Linked DNA regions of Mus musculus: region 1 is linked to region 2. Evidence: chromatin contacts called from public Hi-C data. All regions are on one chromosome and are shown on one strand. The core of a region is the stretch at or near the end of the contact, and the rest is flanking DNA. Distances in the headings are between cores, read along the strand shown.

Region 1 (7,232 bases), core at 4,375-6,874, 73 kb after region 2:
ATGGTGTGGAGAGCCACTTTTCTTCTACCTTTTTTTTGTGAGAATTTATTGAATTACAATTATTTTTATTGTTCATTGAAGTAATTCTCAAGGACATTGTGTCAGGTTATTGTGGAGTCACTTTCATCTTAGTTTATTACACAATATAGTTATCATTTCTGTTTTTTTTCTAAGATTAAAAAAAATGTTATCTAGTTGTATATGTGTGCATGTCAAGTGTTGGCACTTCCCACAGAAGCCAGAAGGAAGTGTCAGATCCCCTAGAGCCTGAGCTGCAAGTCAATGGTGACCTGCTTGAATTAGGGACAGGAAACTGAATTTGGGTCCTCTGGAAGAATAGCAAGCATTCTCAACTGCTGAGTCTTATCTCCCAATCCCCTGCCTGCTATTCTTGAGACAGCCCAACCTGGCCTTGTACTTCAATTTAGGGAGGTTATCCTTGAACTTCTGACTTTTGATCATCCTGCCTCCACCTCCTGTGTGATAGAATTACAGAGATATGTCTCATTGTCTGCTACCATGCCCCATTTTATGCAATGTTGGAGACTAAACCAGGACTTCTTGTATAGTAAACATGTACACTATTGAATTATAATCCCAGCCTGTCTCCTTTCTTTATTTCAATTATTACTTACTTATTCCACACTGCATTATGTAATTACTATGACACCCTACTATTCAATAATTTCACTTAAACATTGTTACCAGTGTTCAATGCATATTTTCTTTATTGGGTTGTATGTCTGTTTTCAGGAGCAAGAAATAGGAAGGCTGGATGGATGGTTTGGGAAGAATATAATATCTCATATATTGCATTAGCAACATGCCTCTTGTTATTTACATGTTCTACCAAACATTTTTTTTCTAATTTGAGTACATATACAATTTATTTTCAATTTTTCAAATGGTTAAATTGCCAAATTTAAACTATTCCCCTGATATTATCATGTTCTTAACAATCATATCAGTATTTGAGTAGATGTGTTTTTTCCCTATTATTTACAAGATATAACAAGTTCAGAGCTTAATTTACCAGCTATGTAAATAAACATGTCTTTAATGCATGCATATTTATGAACTTGTTTTTCTTTTTGACCTCACAAATGTGTTTTCTTATACCCATTGTGAAGAAAAGCCATACAAAAACTGCTAAAAAATTTAAAAGGTCTTCTATATATCCTCTAAATTAATACCATACTTTTCTTCATATTTACTTAATTGAACACAGCATGGCTTATTTTTCTAATAATGGTGAAAGAATTTACCATGGTATATCCATGTTTAGTCAATACACATAATGGCCAATTCTTAATTCAGGAACTGAATGGCTGTCAGTCAGGGATTTCCAGGCAGAAACTTACTCAGGAAAAGTGTTTGGGTGTGGTCAGGGGAGATAATGGAAATGTCTTGGAGTTTAACTGGTTCACCCAATGAGACTGGTCATACCGTGAGTGGGATGTCTACAAAGATGGCTTCCCCACGACAGATTTTATCTGTTTAAAGAGGGATTTTTCTGAGCATCATTGACAACTAAGAAAGCCCTCACACACGATGAGGACTGGAGAGATCTTTGGCTGTTCACATTTGTACCAGAGAAGCCCTGCTCTCCCACACCCCATAGCTAGGGAAGGTGCTTCACAGAGGTAAATACTTTGCTACTCTTCACACAACTAACTGATCAAAGTTTCCCAACCTCTTGATTCAGAGGGAAGGTACCATATCTGCAATTCTTGCTCAAAACACACAGGCCATCAGCATTCTGGAACAGGAGGACATAAAAAGCAAGAGCCAGAGATAGAACAATAAATATACATCCCCCAAATGAAGTGATTAGTAGTGTAGCAAGAGACTTCTCCATGTAAGATAGCTCTGAGCTAATGTATCATTGTAGTCAGAGAGGCTATGCCATCTTACATTCTAACCTCATAAACTTGAGTTTTCTTTTGTTATTATCGTAGTCAATAGACATACTTTTCCTTGGAGTAGCTTTCATTAACTTAAAATAAATATACTGTATTCTTGTTATGACTACAGTATAAACTGTTATAAATGCCAGACATACGACGGCAGGGACAAAGCACTTCCATTCATGGAGCTCTTAGAACAGGCAGGAATATAATGAGTTATAGCATAGACACTGTGACTGGAGAAAGAGAAACTAAAAGGTTTGGGAGTGGGGGGTGAAGGGCAGGGAAGTTGGCAGAACATTTAGGGGGCTTCTGTGATGTCACTCTCAACATCACTCTTGTAAATTACATAAACAGTTGTCAGGAAAGAGATTATTTCCAAATAACAAAATGTAGAAATGATTTCTAAATCATTTTTAGATTCTCAGTTTCAAGTTCAGGATTGTTTGTAACCCTGTTCTCTGACTGGCTCTGCAGGTGTCTGGAATGAGATTTGTGACAAGACCTGTGGCACTGTTACCTGTTTCTGGAATTCAGTATTGACTTTCCCCAATCTTCCTACAGGTTTTAATGAGAAATACAGTTACATGTTGATCTTCAATATACACTAAAAATCAATTTTACAATTATATAAACATGATATGTGATCTGATACTTTCCATAAATTAAAATTAGTATTTTAAGAAAAGCTTTTTTATTTTTGTATTAGATATTTTCTTTATGTACATTTCAAATGTTATCGCTTTTCCTAGTTTCCCCTCCAAAAATACCCTATCACTACCCCTCTCCCCCTGCTCCCTAACCCACCCACTCCCATTCCTGGTCCTGGAATTCCCCTATACTGGGGCCTAGAGCCTTCACAGGACCAAGGGCCTCTCTTTCCATTGATGACCAACTAGGCCATCCTCTGCTACAAATATAGCTAGAGCCACAAGTTCCACAATTTGATTTCTTTGATTGCTGGTATAATTCCAAGGAGCTCTGAGGGTACTGGTTAGTCCATATTGATGTTCCTTCTATAGGGCTTCAGTCCCCTTCAGCTCCCTGGGTATTTCTCTGACTCCTTCATTGGGGACCTTGTGTTCCATCCAATGGATGACTGTGAGCATCCACCTCTGTATTTTCCATGCACTGGCAGAGCCTCACAGGAGACAGCTATTTCAGGCTCCTGTCAGCAGGCTCTTGTTGGCATCTGCCTAGTGTCTGGGTTTGGTGGTTGTTTATGGAGTGGATCCCCAAGTGGGGCAGTCTCTGGATGGTCATTCTTTCAGGCTGGGCTCTGAAGTTTGTCTCTGTAATTTCTTCCATGGGTGTTTTGTTCCCCATTCTAAGAAGGAATGAAGTATCCACATTTTGTTCTTCCTTCTTCTTGAGTTTCATATGTTTTGCAAATTGTATCTTGGGTATTCAAAATTCTGGGCTAATATCCAGTTATCAGTGAGTGCATATCATGTGTGTTCTTTTGTGATTGGGTTACCTCACTCAGGATGATATCCTCCAGATACATCCATTTGCCTAAGAATTTCATTAATTCATTGTTTTTAATAGCTAAGTAGTACTCCATTGTGTAAATATACCACATTTTCTGCATCCATTCTTCTGTTGAGGGACATCTGGGTTCTTTCCAGCTTCTGGCTATTATAAATAAGGCTGCTATGAACATAGTGGAGCATGTGTCCTTATTATAAGTTGGAACATCTTCTAGGTATATGTCCAGGAGAAGTATTCCTAGAACTTCTGATTCAACTATGTCCAATTTTCTAAGGAACCATCAGACTGATTTCCAGTGTGGTTGTATAAGCTTGCAATCCCACCAGCTATGGAAGACTGTTTCTCTTTCTCCACATCCTTGCCAGCATCTGCTGTCCCCAGAATTTTTGATCTTAGCCATTCTGACTGTTCTGAGATGGAATCTCATGGTTGTTTTGATTTGCATTTTCCTGATAATTAAGGATGGTGAACATTTTTTCAGGTCCTTCTCAGCCATTCGGATGTTCTCAGTTAAGAATTCTTTGTTTAGGTCTGTACCTCTATTTTTTTTTTTTTTTTTTGAGACAGGGTTTCTCTGTATAGCCCTGGCTGTCCTGGAACTCACTTTGTAGACCAGGCTGTCCTCAAACTCAAAAATCCACCTGCCTCTGCCTCCCGAGTGCTGGGATTAAAGGTATGTGACACCATGCCTGGCCATCATTTTTTAATAGGTATATTTGATATTCTGGAGTCCATCTTCTTGAGTTCGTTATAAATATTGGATATTAGTTCCCTATCACATTTAGGATTGGTAGAGATCCTTTCCTAATCTGTTGGTGGCCTTTTTGTCTTATTGACAGTGTCTTTTGCCTTACAGAAGCTTTGCAATTTTATGAGGTCCCATTTGTCGATTCTCAATCTTACAGCACAAGCCGTTGCTGTTATGTTCAGGAATTTTTCCCCTGTGCTCATATCTTTGATGCTTTCCCCCACTTTCTCCTCTTTAAGTTTCAGAGTCTCTGGTCTTATGTGGACATCTTTGATCCACTTAGACTTGAGCTTTGTACAAGGAGATAAGAATGGATCAATTCTCCATTGGGCCAGTTGACCCAGCACCATTTGTTGAAAATGCTCTTCTTTCCACTGGATGGTTTAAGCTCCCTTGTCAAAGATCAAGTGACCATAGGTGTGTGAGTTCATTTCTGGGTCTTCAGTTCTATTCCATTGATCTACCTGTCTGTAGCTTTACCAGTACCATGCAGATTTTATCACAATTGCTCTGTAGTATAGCTTGAGTTCAGGCTTGGTGATTTCCCCAGAGGTTGTTTTATTTTTGAGAATAGATTTTCCTATCCTAGGTTTTTTGTTATTCCATATGAATTTGCACATTGCCCTTTCTAACTTGGTGAATAATTGAGTTGGAATTTTCATTGAATCTGTAGACTCCTTTCGGCAAGATAGCCATTTTGACTATATTAGTCCTGCCAATTCATGAGCATGGGAGATCTTTCCATCTTCTGAGATCTTCATAGATTTCTTTCTTCAGAGACTTGAAGTTCTTTTTTTTTTTAATTAGGTATTTTCCTCGTTTACATTTTGAATGCTATCCCAAAGGTCCCCCATACCCACCCCCCCCAATCCCCTACCCACCCACTCCCCCTTTTTGGCCCTGACATTCCCCTGTACTGGGGCATATAAAGTTTGCAAGTCCAATGGGCCTCTCTTTGCAGTGATGGCCGACTAGGCCATCTTTTGATACATATGCAGCTAAAGACAAGAGCTCCCGGGTACTGGTTAGTTCATATTGTTGTTCCACCTATAGGGTTGCAGTTCCCTTTAGCTCCTTGGGTAATTTCTCTAGCTCCTCCATTGGGGGCCGTGTGACCCATCCAATAGCTGACTGTGATCATCCACTTCTGTGTTTGCTAGGCCCTGGCATAGCAGAGACTTGAAGTTCTTATCATACAGATCTTTCACTTCCTTAGTTAGAGTCACACCCAGGTATTTTATATTATTTGTGACTATTGTGAAGGGTGTTGTTTCCCTAATTTCTTTCTCAGCCTGTTTATCCTTTGTGTAGAGAAGGGCCACTGATTTGTTTGAGTTAATTTTATATCAGCTACTCCACTGAAGCTGTTTATCAGGTTTAGAAGTTCTCTGGTGCAATTTTTAGGGTTGAAATACTTTTTAAAATCTGTATGTTTATATTGAGAAAATAGTTGCCTATTTATTAAAACTCTGTATTCAAATTTAAACTGTAAACTGAGCTTATTTATGGTCTATCCTCTGCAGATGCCATTCCTATTGTTTTAAGCTAAATTGCAGTATTAAAAAGAAGAATTATAGTAGGTAGCACATCATTTCTTAATAAAAGTGAAAAGGATAAAAGAAATACTCTCCCCTTTGATGTTTGATTTAATCTACTACTGATTGCTATCACTCATTTGCTTTCCTTTTCCTATGTAATCTGTTTAGTAAGTGGAACTTCTTACTGCTGGGATGAGCTAAGTCTCAGCTTTTCACTTTAACAGTATCTTTGTGATCTAGGCCATCATGCTAGTGAGGTCTTGGTGATGAGCCATTAAACAAAATGATCTGCCTTCAGGACAGAGATTTGGTTGAATGCCAAACAGTAGTCAAGTACAATTAACTATCAAACATGTGAACACTCCATTATTCCAAGAGATGGAACTGCAGCCATCTGGAAAATCAGAAGGGGTGACTGATATTCTAGCTATGTTCTGTTTTCGTGGTGCATTTGAATAGTTCAATTTTATTATAATATTTTGACATTTTACTTTTTTGGTCATTTTGAATTTTGATTAATTTATTTTTAATATATTCAAGATGAAAATACAAAAGTTCTTATTCAATGTTTTCTAAAAGAATAAATGCTTAGTTTATTTTATATACCTGAGTTTTGGGTAGAATAAATGGGAATAGAAGGAAGTAATCAAATATTTTCCATGATTATTTGAAAGTACCTCCTTACTTCAAATTTATGTCAATGATCATTCTTTTAGATGAGATACCCTAAGCATGTGTGTTAAGCTATTTTTAGTGACATCATAATATGACTGTTTATTTTTGTTTCTCCACAGTTTTTCTAAGTGTATGAGTATGTATGTGTATATGTGCATGTGCGTGCATGTGCATGATTTTGTCCATGTGCCTGTGTGTGTGTGTCACATGAACACACATGCAGAAATCAGATGTTACCATTGGATATCTTTTTAAATTGCTCTCTCCCTTGTATGTTGAGGCAGAATCTCTCACTTGAACTTAGATCTTGTAAATCCAGCGGGTCTAACCAGCAAATTTTCTCTCAGGATACTGTCTCCAGCTTTCCAGGGCTGATAGTTAGATAGGCTGCCATTCTTGCCTCATGGTACTGTGGGTGCTAGGATCTAAACTCTAGCTCTTTTGCTTAAAGTACAAGCACTTTAGGTCTTATGCTTAAAGTACAAGCACTTAGTGCTTAAAGTACAAGCACTTTACCCACTGAGCCATCACTACTCACTAGTCCAATTTTTTTTCTTAGATATTTTAAGGATGCACACAAAATCACAGTAAACCTATATACAAACCCAAAGAACAGTATCTAAGAATATCAAAGAATGTAATGAATTCATTTCTTACTCCTTTATGGTTGAAGTTTTACTTTGTGCTGAGGACAGGCTTGCTCCTAAGAACTAAGGTCAAACACACAAATTCCTCTTCAGCTCTGTGAAGTTTTTATTTTGGGCATAAATATAATCACATCAAATCATCCATCAGATTAAAATCTTTATGAATGCTGTGGCAGAGTCAGGGGCTGGAAAGTTAGGTGTCATGGAGCTGGGTTCCCTCCTGTGA
Region 2 (6,910 bases), core at 1,954-4,453:
AAGCAAGTTAGTTATTGAGACTGCTAAGAATACTAAAGACGCTGGAGTCATGAAACAGCCTTCCGTCCATTCAGTTCAGCTAGAGCCTTTGAAAATTGGAACTGAATCCAGAAGTCACCCACATGGCCAGAATGCTAGAAAAGTGTGTTGAGAAGAGCTGGATTTCAGCATTCATCATCCGTACTCACTCTTGTATGTTCAGGAAAGGGATTGTGGTATTAATGAAAATCAAGACTGTGGGTATTGTAAAGGAAAGCAAAAAAAAAAAAAAAAAAAAATCTGGGAGGGAGTCCAGTAGGGATGTTTTCTCTGAGAAAATGTACTTTCTGCTTCAGAAGGGGGCTAATCAGAATTTGGGCAGCTTCCCAGCTCTGTAACTCTTACACATACTTCCGTGTTATATAACAGGTTAGTCTAGGTGCTCTAAATGGCCAAGAGGATTCTATGATTCATAAAAATACTGATGACCTCAGTGACTTAAAATGCATTTTAAATAATCATGAACATGATGTGAACAAGCAGGAACTTTCCTTTCTGTGTAAGTTAGATGAGGACAAGGCTGTGAAGCTTTCAAGGCACCATAGTGTACAGAAAGAACATACATAATTCAAGCCCGCCCGCCCTTTCATTCTGTTTACTTTGGGCTCATTTTCCTTTTAAGTAAGTTTGTTTACTTCCACTTAAATTTTACATGAGAGTCTACTTAATTTCTTAGCAACATAATGACTGGTACAGATCTTGTCAGTTATAAGCTACCTGGATTAATTTAGACTGTGACCTTGTCTAAGTGTTTAAGTCTTTGGAAGGTTTGTTTTCCTATTCTGTGTCTCCAGATTTGCTGAATATGAGTATTGTGAACTATAAAATACATCAGTTTGAAATGACACTATATGTGGTCACCGAGGCTCTAGATTGAATATATTAAGATGGTGAGTGTTTGATGAAGTATATCTACAAGAATGTGTATAGAGCAACCCATTGCTGCGATGAGATAGGATGAGGCAGCAGGTTTTCCTTAGCAGGTCTAGCTTGGCAGGTGGCTCCCACTCCACCATTATTATTGGTTCAGCTATGAGAGCTCCTAGATAGTTAATGCATTTCTGTGTTTTCATTTCTCTATGAAGCAAATTAGGGCAGAAGCAGTTTTTAAATAATTCAGACCTTGGTGAATTCACATGAATTCTAGGGTCTTCGTTGTCCATTAAATACAATAATAGAAGAGACCACAATGCTTGCTCCAGTCTTTCAGTGAACTCAATCTGCTTGAGAGCCTGTAAGTCAGAGTGCTTCCAAAGTGTTTCCAGGGAAACATTTTTCTGTATATTGTTATTAAGAGATTTTGATATGTCATGAAATGAATATAAGTCATACTATTCCATGGTGTCCTATTAACCAAAATTCCTATAAGCCTGGAGGAAAAAAATCCAGATTCATGTATAAATATATGTAAATGTCTACAGAATCATTAAGTCGTCTTTGGAAATTTTCTAGATAAGTTATTAGCATCCAATTGGATTAATTCTTAGGGCAAATCACAGAATTTTGCATTTTTTACAATAATGCATTATTTAATGGAGGATTAACCAGTTTCAAATATGACCGTTTGCCTAAAAGTTAGTAAATACATAAATACAATCTCTTGGACCATCTAGAAACTGGAATCTATTTTTGATACAATTTTAAAAATAATTTAACTCATAATAATCTTGTACTCTGATACACATTTATAAACAAAATTATTGTTTGTTTTTATGGAAATATAACTAGCCCTGGATTGTATGTGCTTGAGAGATATTCAAATAAATTGCAGTCTTTAAGGAGGCAGTGGTCATATCTATTTCACTACTGTATCCACATTGATGGGTAAATTATTAGCAATTCTGAGTGACTTATTAGTGTTCTTAAAAGCACACAGAAATCTTCAGTTTATTATACGAACAGATTCTGCTATGTGTCTCACCAAGGTGCTGAAAAAGTACACAAATTCAAATTGGTTGTTTCTTTTCTGGAAAATTCCTTAGAGAAAACTTTCAGAGCAATATAAATGACTTTTTGTTTTAGATGTTAAGATTGCTGTCATCAGAAGGGCACAATTCCCCTTTCAATTGAGAAGGAAACTGGAGCCCATAGAAATTCCTGAGAAAGAGCACATAATTCAGAGTAGATAGGTGATCCAGGGTGTGTGTGTGGGGGGGGGGGCATAAGAATGTGAGCCCTGCCATGAGTTTTCACATTGAGGGGTTTAGCACTCTTCTGTCTAAAACTTCTGTGCTCTGAATATGAGAATCATTTGCCCCCCCCCCCTCTCTCTCTCTGTGTCTGTTTGTGTTTTCTAGTTTAAAATGCTTGGTTGGCTTGTTGGTTAGATGGTTTGATCTGCACACTACAAAACATTGGTTTGAAGGGATCCCAGTCTTATGTCTTTTGATAGCTCTTATTGAACTGGGATGGGTTTATAAAGCCAGTCAAGTAGAGATAGGACCCAAATAGTCTAAAAGGTAAACATTTGCAAGAAAAGTGGAGTGGGACATTTCCTTCTTTAAAAGAAGCAAGGAGTAATTTCTTTAGGAATCATTCTAATTTTCTAGAAGTGGTTTTGTCACAGAAAAATGTTCAAGTATTCACTGTCAACAAAGAAATCATGGATAGCACTTAAAGTGGCTCACTTCTAACTTATTCATAAAGTTCACATGAGCATTTGGCTTTGTTCTTGTTCTAAGCAGGGGGCAAATGCCAATAAGAACAAGAATAAGAGTTCCTTGCATGGTCCAAGAGAGATCCCCACTTTACCTCAAAGTCCAACCGACTTTCTTATGATCTGTTAGGGCAGCATTGCATAAGATTGGCGGTGTGTTCTCAGAGGATTTGAGAAAAGAAGTTAGAAGAAGAACCTACTGTATGGACTTAGAGTGTATGCATCAAGAACTTGCACCTGGATCTTACTCAGTCTGTAGTTTGAGGGGTAGAAGTGGTTATGCTAAATCAAAGGTTTGACATTCAATTAGCCTAAAGAGTTTCACATTGAATAATAATTGGAAAAAATGATTAAAAATTCTAATAAAATATGACAATGTCATAATAAAACTGGCTTTGATAGTCCTTCCCTCTACTGAAGTAAACAGAGAATTCATACCAGGAAGAGAGTAAGAGTAAACTAGGATCAGCGTGGAGTAGGGCTGAAGAACAAGGCTTCCCACCCACTGGTTAGCCATACTTATTTGAGGAGCTTCATTTCTATTACTTCATAAATGATGCTCTACTCAGATGCTCATGTTGAGAGTGCAGGAAATACATTTAAAAGACCTGTCTCGTGTGCAGTAGCCAGAGATTTAGTGGTGACTTACAGTTTACTCTAGAGTTTCCCTACTTCAAATCCAGTTCACACTCACTTCTCTTTTCTCTTTGAATGGAGTTGGTTTCTTATTACACACGGAGCACATATTTACACACACACACACACACACACACACACACACACACAAATTCTTTCTCCAAGCTTTCACAATACATTGCAGGAACCTAGAAGAGCCATATTAAGGATGGTGATGAGAGTTAATGATGTATCTGTAGATAAAGCTGTGCAGTCACATCAGAGGCATCAGCTTGTTTGTCATGACTGGAGTGAAGATGTCAAGACCAATGAGTGTACGAGCACAGAAGGAACAAAAGGGCTTTGCAGAGACACATTTTTGTACTGGGAGCCAGCAATGGCTTGGATTTAGCTCCAGGGAAAGATTTGGATTAGACAACACTATGTACAAATCCTGAGGATAACAGAACGAGTTGGTGAAATGGGGGAGGAAATGTAAGAATGGACACAGTTCTCAATATGCATTTTAGACTGCAGCTGGGAAACTATGGAATTTCCAAGGTATATGTCATGTGGGGGATTAATGATTTAAGCCAAACTGAAGCTACAGGTTTGAGATAGTATTAATTGTAAAATTTTCTTGTCATATGCTAAACATGTGTACATATACTGAACATGAATATATATGCCCAACATCTGGACATTAAATTTAGCTGCATTAAAAAAGTTTCAATTTTTGCTTCTATGTAAAACCTACATAGAGAAACAGTATTTGCATCTACAGAGGTAACATTCAGGTTTGAAATGCTTTTCACATTACAGTGGACTTTAGTACTTAATTTCAATAACAATTATGGCAATGCCATACTTGTTACCTTGCTGAATTTACGTAAAACCAAGATGCTAAACTCTCTTTACACAGACTTCATTCTGAAACATTAACTGAAAAGTAACAGATTTTCTTTCCGTACCTGAGTTCTTATCCTTGATAGGCCAATATTAGCAGGTTTATTCCATTTTGGATCCACCTAGCTGTTCTCTTTCAGTTAATGTATCTAGACAACCCCTTCTTGTTTCATTCTATTGATTTACAGTGCTAAAGTGAGAAAATCGGATACCTGTTTCCTGCCCTCTGACTATTTGTCTTCACAAAGGCTGATTACTTTCTCTCCTAGCTCTTTAGCTGTTTTAAATGTATAATTATCATTGCATGTCATTTGATAGCCTCACTAATTGCTACCAACTATTGTCTGTTTGCACTTAATGCTGAAACCTGATCAACATTCTGCTTTGGTTGATGTTTAATGGTAAACTTTAATTAACTCTTATTGCATTGAAGAAGAGTTCAGCCTTGGTGCTAACTAATCATTTACCTTCATTATGTCCTGACAGCTTCACTTGTCCTTAGCCCTAATAGATACACCAGTCACTAAATAAACCTGCAAACCTTATGTCTTGTAGTTGTGCCATGCTAATACTTTTCTACTAAAAGTATAAAATAATTGGGGCCAGAAAAGTATTCAGTTAGTTTTATATCTCTAGTTCTTTGGACACTAATCTTAAATTGCTTCTTTTTAAGCAGAACAATTTTATTTTAATAGAAACTGTAGATTTGAGATAACATTATTTCTTCAACATGATCCTGGGAACATGCATCTTTTGAATCAATATCATTAAGCCTGTCTCCTGTTGGAATTCTTGTAATTATTTTTCCTGAAATACTTTTTCTGTAATGATATTGAAGTTAAAGTAATCAGGTTACCAGCAGATCATGTAAAATTCAACTCAAAATTACTGGTTGCTTGATTTTAATTTGTCTGACATCAAGTTTGTTTGAAAGGGGATAATATGTGGGTAAACGAAGGAGCTTATAATTATGGTTGACATTTGTTTGTTTATAATGAAATCTAATTAAATTTCATAGATTTAAAACACAAAAGTTAATTACTGAATTGCTCACTTCACTGATGGGCATCAGTCAAATTAACTTTTAGGGGAAAGAAACAGGGAGAGATGGAGAAAGCGATTGAGATCACAGACAAAAGAGTCTTCATAATAGAAATAAAGTAACCTACTATTCTTAGTGATCAAACATAAATTTGCCAAGTTTTCATCCGGAAGAACACTTGGCATTCCACTTATGTTTCCTATTATGTTAGTCTGAATGTGTGTTTTTTTAAATATAAAGTAATTTAAAATATTTACATAGCATATAAAAACAGATACATTTGGTAGACTCTAAGAATAGTATATAGAGCCACTTTGTAGGGATTTTAAAAATTACACATGTAATTTTCTTTGTTCAAACTATGTGAAATCATGTAAAAACATTAAAGTCATAGCTCAGGGAATAGGAATGGTTGCTGGAATACTTGACTTGTGATTAGTTTTATAAAGGTAATTATAGTAGGTGTAGCCTACAAGAAATGACTTTCCTATATATTTAACACTAATGTATTTATTGTTATGTTGAAGGGAACAGTGGAACATAAATAGTCATAAAATTATTTTACCCTTTAAATACTCAGTTGTTAGTACCTCGATTTTTATTTTTTATGTGACTGGATAAAGAAGGTTGTGACCTTGCCTTGGAACATATTCTTACCACACTGTGTTTGTGATTACACTTGTGAAAGGAAGAGAATCACAGGCATGCATTAGAACATATTGTAATCTTACCATGTGTGATAATGTGTGTGATGGTTGTTGCTAAGGCAGTAAACCTCTTGACACCAAATGTTTTGTATTCAAACATACATTACATGTGTCAATTAGGATTAATTTTAAATATTCTCGTAATTATTAGCATTGATACCATCTAGATATTCAGATAGTTTAAATGAGAGTTGTTATTCAATCACATTTTAAAGATGGACAGTATAGGTGCAGGAAAGACACGGCAACTTTGATTTTTACATTTCCAAGACATGATTGAAGAGTCCATGTTTCCCCCAAGGAAGCTGAAAGGATTACATGTTATAGCTTCATACTTAAGTGTTATGCACTTGAACTTTCAAATATGATAGGAGCATCCAGAAGGGACTGGAGAAGGAAGACTAATTGGTTCTTCCATTATGATGCCTTGAACTTTAAAGTGATTTACAAAATCTTGAAGACCTTCCAGGGAATATATTTGAATATATTTTAATGCATGCCCCCACTGAGTTTTAGACTTACATATTATTTGGGGAAGAGATATCCAGAAGATCATTTGAGGCTAGCCTTACTTTTGACAAGAAGAAAAGAGGAAGGTGATGGACACATAAGTATAATTGGGTCATTGCCATCATTTGATACTTTTATTCTCTTTAGATGATGAAAAAAGTGTAGTTTGAGTGTTGGCAAACAACAGCTTTCTAGTAATATTTTAGCTGTAATACTTACCCCGTGATGAAGCAATCACTCAAAGACTGAGTGTCAGTTGGAATAGTAACAAAGCAGTATCAACGAGAAAACCAGAAAAAGGCACAGAACATAACTGCAGTCTTTGTCCTTGCCTCACACCAGTGCAAACTATTCATTTTCAATTAGAATGAATAAGAAAATTAGAAATCAGCTCAATTGGTAGAAATTACCCAAGTTTGTTTCCAGAGGTAGCTA

Evidence for each region. A called contact is a pair of places that touch in the nucleus more often than the background predicts.
Region 1: a Hi-C map of the N1E-115 cell line shows a contact between it and region 2, with 2.7 times the contacts expected there. The contact joins two enhancer-like sites. A contact is called at or near these places in 1 of 15 datasets of contacts at CTCF or cohesin (the NIH/3T3 cell line), 1 of 484 Hi-C or Micro-C datasets (the N1E-115 cell line), 1 of 115 datasets of contacts at active chromatin or transcription factors (craniofacial prominence) and 3 of 9 other capture datasets (adipose tissue, liver and pancreatic islet).

What each region holds. Positions count from the first base shown.
Region 1 is chr3:5,299,922-5,307,153 of GRCm38.p6, forward strand. The region is part of intron 3 of Zfhx4 (zinc finger homeodomain 4); the gene reads left to right. Among named protein-coding and RNA genes, the nearest start is that of 2700069I18Rik, 83 kb to the left of the region's middle. Within about 2 kb of position 5,625, at least 1 of the 459 cell types and tissues checked has an H3K27ac peak or open chromatin away from gene starts, as enhancers often do. A contact at or near this core is called in the N1E-115 cell line, where this site is marked.
Region 2 is chr3:5,229,023-5,235,932 of GRCm38.p6, forward strand. All of the region lies in intron 1 of Zfhx4 (zinc finger homeodomain 4), which reads left to right. Among named protein-coding and RNA genes, the nearest start is that of 2700069I18Rik, 12 kb to the left of the region's middle. Within about 2 kb of position 3,204, at least 7 of the 459 cell types and tissues checked have an H3K27ac peak or open chromatin away from gene starts, as enhancers often do. A contact at or near this core is called in the N1E-115 cell line, where this site is marked.